Regions from separate parts of the Sus scrofa genome. Here region 1 is linked to region 2. Evidence: chromatin contacts called from public Hi-C data. All regions are on one chromosome and are shown on one strand. The core of a region is the stretch at or near the end of the contact, and the rest is flanking DNA. Distances in the headings are between cores, read along the strand shown.

Evidence for each region. A called contact is a pair of places that touch in the nucleus more often than the background predicts.
Region 1: a contact with region 2 is called in a Hi-C map of liver, with 4 times the contacts expected there. The contact joins the promoter of MYCBP here to the promoter of MTF1 in region 2. A contact is called at or near these places in 1 of 5 promoter capture datasets (liver), 2 of 47 Hi-C or Micro-C datasets (heart right ventricle and liver) and 1 of 2 datasets of contacts at active chromatin or transcription factors (alveolar macrophages).

Annotation. Positions count from the first base shown.
Region 1 is chr6:94,812,899-94,815,784 of Sscrofa11.1, forward strand. MYCBP (MYC binding protein) reads right to left here and starts at 1,435. Exons shown (of 5, transcript NM_001244917.1): 1 at 1,353-1,435; 2 at 1,086-1,158. The coding sequence starts at 1,367. It overlaps GJA9 (gap junction alpha-9 protein), which reads right to left. Exons shown (of 1, transcript XM_021095982.1): 1 at 2,207-2,886. The coding sequence ends at 2,702.
Region 2 is chr6:93,882,926-93,885,946 of Sscrofa11.1, forward strand. MTF1 (metal regulatory transcription factor 1) reads right to left here and starts at 1,479. Exons shown (of 11, transcript NM_001243544.1): 1 at 1,395-1,479. It overlaps INPP5B (type II inositol 1,4,5-trisphosphate 5-phosphatase), which reads right to left. Exons shown (of 25, transcript XM_021095974.1): 25 at 2,546-3,021.

The DNA.
Region 1 (2,886 bases), core at 185-2,684, 930 kb after region 2:
CGATGAAATTCCAAGAGTCTCTGGTACTTCCCAGGATGACAGCACAGTGCTTTCATGTAGTTCCTTTATGTTTACTGAAATTTATTTGCAAAGATGTAGGAAAATGGTACCTGATCCTAAGGTAGGTAGCAATTCAACACTACCAGCCCATCCTTGGGAATTAAAAGCCCTGCTTTCTCCGAAGACCTAGAGTTGTTATTCTCCCAGAATTTTTCCTTAACCTTTGTTTCCAGCCAAAGAACAGTTATCAAATTATTTCCCAGATAGTTACTCTACCTCTCATATGGACCCAGATCATCATCCCTGCCAAATCTTCTCTCCTGCACTCTTTAAAGGCCCAGCCAATAAGCTGAGGGAGCCATAACAGGCATTCTCATTTCTGCTTAGCTAATGAAATCGCTATTTCTTGGAACCGTCTGGTTTCAAGCACCTTATTCATCTATTTGGATCATGAACCCGAGAGTAAGAGATACAGTTTAACAGCTTCCATTTTAAAAAGTGAAAACAGTATAAACATTTTGATGTGCTTTCGAGCTCTTTAAACTAATTCTACTTTAATTATGAAGTCTGCACACAGTAGGAATTTATATGTACTACGAAATGGGGTTGATTTGAAAAACCACAACCAAACCGCTACTTTTGAGTATTAGGTGCACTTAACTACTTTATAGCCTGCTTTCAAATCGTTATTTTCCCACCTGCCCTTTGTTCGACAAAAAGTGCTTCTGTACAGGATTTTGAAGACTCCGCAAAAACTGTCAGGGGGGAGTTGGGCGCTCAAGGTCTTTAGCAAACAGGCTCACTGCGGCTGCTCGAGGCAAAGCAACGGAAGTTGGAGGGACTTTGCAACAGCTGCAAGAGTTTCACTCCCCGCGGGGAGAGTGGTAGCGTGAGCACGGCTACCCTACCCGGGCGGCGTCCTACAGCCAGACATGCGTCGGTCCCCGCTGAACCCCGAGGCCCACCTTTCCGGACCTCGACGGGTCCCACCTGTTCCCCTCCTTCCCCACGCCATGGCCCGACAGGGACGCAGCGCCGAGAAGCACGACTAGGGCACGAGGAACCCTCTCCTGGCCCATGCTCACCCTTGGTCAGCGTGTCCAGCACCCCCGACTTCTCCAAGTACCTCCGGAACTGCTCGCGTTTCGAGTCGGCGGCCTGAGAAGACACGGCGGGTCAGTGGCCAAAGCCGGGGGGCCGGAGCAGGAAGAAGGCGCTGGGGGTCCGGCAACCCCGCCTCCGCCTCGCTACCTCGAGCCCCCAAAACCTGCGCGCGCACCCCCACTCCCACCCGAGCCGACCAGCGGCTGGCTACCGCCCGCACGCCCCCAGCCACGCCGCGCCCCCCTCACTTTGTAATGGGCCATAGTGACAGCGGCAGCGGCGTAGCTGGCGCCTGAGACCGTGGCTGGCGGGCTCGGAGCAGCACTGCTCATGCGCGGAAGAGCGGATGCGCCTGCGCACTTGCGAAGCACGGTCTGGGATCGCCGGGGTGTGGCCTGTTTTCATGGCGACCAGGACGCTCTGAATGCCCCATGGTGGGCTGAGCCGAACGAGGCTGCGTACGCCCGCCCTTCTGGCTAATGAAGCAGCACCTCTCCTTCCTCTTCCGGTCTCCCAGAGATTCCGTTGCTTAGCGGGAGGCTAGGTTTTGGAAAAGAGCTGGAGTCCAGGTGGGGCTAAAGATAGGCGTGGCGCCAGGGGGCGGGGCCTGCGGAGCCCTGGCGCTCTAGGACTGGTTCCTGAGAGGAGGGTCTCTGGACACCGAGAGTGGGCGGACCTGTCTCAAATGGAACCTCGGAAGTGCTGCGGCAGCCTATCTGTGCTGGCTTGTCGACTCGTCTAGAAAAATTGCACGCGACCGACGAGGGCAACCCTTGTATCCAATGGCTTGAAGACTGCTTAGAATCGTATGTTTCGGCTCCAGATTTTATGCTTGGAGTTTCCTTGTTTTGTGCCCGCTGGACGTGGGCCTACGGAGGATGAGCATTAATATGCTAATAAGAGCTAGGCTTTAGAGCGTTTACTGTGTGCCCCGCAGTGCATTAAACACCTATGTTTCTTATTTTAATCCTCACACCTTCCCTGTAAGGTAGGTTCTGCTAGTAAACTGGCGAGGTTAGATGACCAGTGAGTTGTAGAGCCAAGACTCTGATCCTGGCATGGAATCACGATGCTATAAACTGGTGAAAGAAAGCAACCAATCTTTTTAAGTTTTTATTTACTAGATAGCAACATTATGATTATATTCAAGACACATTAGGTTGCAGTCTCTAAGGAAACTATAGACTACAGTCCCAGGGGCAAGATTTAACTGGTATCCAGAAATAAAAGATGAATAACTAAAAGAGGGTATTACATAGATCAAGGACAGTCTCTGAATGCTGTGCTCCCTTCAAGGAAAAACCTGGTTCCATTTAGCTTCGATTCTGAACATGTGATTTTTCCCAAAATTAGTTATCACATATTTTGAAGAGAGCCCGTGAAAAAGTAATCCCAATTTGGTAACTGTGTTTGCACTTGAAACTACTCCTTTCCCAGTTCAGAATTAGAGCCATTTTCCCTTTTTTAAATGGGTTTGCAGTTGTCTGGCTAAACATCTGGTCTTCCTAGCTGCCCTTATCTGTTCTGTCTGCTTCACGGTCACTAGGCTACTTCTGTAATAATGTAATATGTAGACTGTCTAAAAGCCAACAGCTATTCAGATTTGAAGGTCGGTGGGAGCCCGCCTACTAATGAGATTGTTTGTCAGTGACACAGAATGTTGTGGAGGACTCGCAGCAGGGTTGTCACAGGTTCTGACCAACTCAGATTCAAAGGACAACACTCCCAAAGAATCAGGAGTGTCTGGAATGTCAGGTGGTTGGAAGTCTCCCGGTGAAGGAG
Region 2 (3,021 bases), core at 229-2,728:
TGCCAAACACTTTGAAGGTTGGTCAAAATACTTAAAGAGGGAGTTCCCCGGTGGCCTAACAGTTAAGGATTCAGTGTTGTCACTGCTGTGGCTCAGGTCTGATCCCTGCTCCAGTAACTTCCCCACGCTGTGGGTATGGCCACCGCCCCCCCCCAAAAAAAACTAAACAAAAAAACACCAAAAAACTTTAGGGGAAATAAGGGCAAAGTGCTTCAAGGCTGAGTTGCTATAAATCTTCAAGAAAGGACACTCCCCCCAAATATCCCCCAAATCAGACCATGAGACAGTAAGTCTAGGGTGGAATAGTCAGGGCTTTGGAGGCAGAGTCACCTACCCACAAATCCCAGCTCTACTACTTACTACTACTGGGGTAAATGTTCTGTGCCTCAGTTTTTCTCACAAGTAAGGTGAGACTGGTAATTCCTATTCTCAAGAAATTGTTGTTCAGAGTAAAAGAGATTATGTATGTCAAGGCACAATGTCTGACAACCTTGGAGGACTCAAGTGTGAATTTGTTCCCTCCTTCCAAGAACAGATGGGTAGAGGGGCTGATCCCTAATCAGGCATATCTAGTGAAGATCACTTTATATATTTCTCTCCTAAAACAATCTGGTGTCCACTAGTAACTATGCTTTATAGTGTCCTTTCTACAATGAGGGAATGATGAGTCTTATTTATAGTGACTCTTCTTTTACCTGCAAACACACAGGTTCTACAAATGTAGCTTTGGGAGACTGAGGAGTGAATTTTAAAATATTTAGCACATCACTTTTAGTTTTCAGTCTGGCTTTGCACTTTAGCTTTCTCTTCTGCTCTGGATTAAAGTGAACCTTTAACGCTGTAGGGCAGCTAAACAGAGTAGTAGTTACCAGAGACAGGCCAAGGGATCTGATCCGGGAGGAACCGGCCCGACCCCTTGCTCTGGCTTACGCAACCCGGTAGATGCACATTTCGCTGCATCTGAGAGGAGAGATAAGAGTACCGGGGGCCCCACTGGGCTGACCCGGCACCACAGGCGGCAACGCGGAGACCAACTGTCCGGAACAAACAAGACCAGGAGATTCGAAGGTAGCAAACGAGAAGTACAAACGAAGCACCCTTGAGAGGAGGCTGGGAAAAGGAACCTGTCTGGGATAACCCCCAGTCCGGGGCTACACGGAAAAACCCGAAGACAGGCTGGGGGGCTCCAAGCCGGACGGAGAGGGGCAGGGTCCGGATCTCCATGGAAACAGGGGAGGGGGGCTGGATACCCATCCCCATGGAAACGGAGGAGGGGTGGGGTCCCTATGGTGACCGGACTGGGGTCCCTACTGGGAAATGCTTCAGGAGGGAGCCTAAGTCCCGCGCCCCCCAGGAAGTCCCCAGCCCAGGCCGCGTCTAATTTCGCCTTTTACCTCCGCGGCTCCCGGCAACAGCGGCGGCGGCAGCAGCTTCTCCCCTCCCCAGCGGCACCATGATTGCCCCCACCTTCCCCGAACGTCACTTCCGCTTCCGCTTTCCGGAGGAAGGAGCAGATATGGGCTCCGCCTCTCCCTGGCGCTTCTGGTTGGTTTAGCTGGTGTGGGGGCTGAGCTCGAGCCTCCAATTGGCGAGCGGGAGAGGCGGGGCAGGGCATCGCGGAGACCTCGCGGAGCGTGTTTGTCCCGCGCGGGCTTAGGCTCGCCTTGTCCGCTCTCCTCACGGAGTCGAGGATCCGCTCCAGAGGCACCGGACGCTAATCCAACCACTAATCCAAAGTAACCTCAACCCAGTTTGCGCTGCCCTCACCCTGGTAGCCACAAATGCAACGAGAAGGACCACAGCCGCCGAATTCCAGCCGGGACCGCAAGGGGAAAGCCTGTAAAATTGTGATATTCCTCATTTCTCCTACTATGGCCCCAGCTTCCCCTCCTCACCTAATAAAGTTAATATGGGCAGAAGAGCCCAAGAAAATTAGATTGGACCCCAAAGGCAGAAATGAGTATTCCAAGGCTGGCCAGAGGATGCCTCCACCTCTTCCCCGTCTCACATGCTCTAAGACGCCCAACTCCCTCCTCACCCACCTGTCCAGACCGTTTGTTCCAACTTTTTTCCCTGAAGAGACTGTCGACTTCCAGGGTACTCGCGCTCAGGCTAAGGCAGCGCCACCTACTGGCCATTCCCTTTCACATTGTCATCCTACTGGCCCACATCTAAATCACTTTGCACTCCCAAGGAACAGTAAGTAGTGGTGTTCCAAGAAGAGGTTTCACTCGGCTCCTGACTTGTAAATGCCTGGAAGATGTAGCTGTCAGAACTTCTCAGCAGCCACTGCCTATTTTTTAAGCTACTTCTCTAGGATATTCAGAGTGGGACAACCCTTAGACACTAGATTAGGGGTCAAGGGGTTGCAGCCATGCCTGTACTCTCTTGCTTGAAAAATGTGAATAGTGGCTATTAACACCAGACTGCCAGGCAAATATCTCTCTGGCCCCTGACCAGCTGTCCCAGTGCTTAAGCCACAAACTTCCACCTGCTGAGAGCTGCCACCTCTTAAAAGATAAAAACAAACACCACTGTTAAAAATATATTTATCATTAAAATATATTACACATGTGAGAGAGGGAATGCATTATATACAGTTTGGAGGATTCGTTGGCCAGAAAATTCCACTTGTTTCACCAGAACAACAATTTCTTCAGTATTTTCATTTTCACGCCACTGTATTGGCCTCAAAGGCTTAGTGGCCAGCTCCAGAGGTGAGCCACATTTGAGTTGGAAGTGGGGTAGGGTTTGCATATGCATACACACATGTCCTCAGACAGAGTGCTGGAGGCATCTGGTGTGGCTGTGACCTGTTTATTCAGCAGCTTCCGTTTGCATTCCTGTGTCCAACTCATTTATCCTTCCAGACTCCAAAGTTTGTTCAGCTATCTGATTGTGAGGAGCTGGGCCCAAGCTACAGGGAAGGCACTGTATGCCCTGGAGGCAGGCAGAGTGAGCACATGAAGTACAGTTGTTTAAACATTAAAAAAAAAAAAATAGAGATCTATCTGTTACATT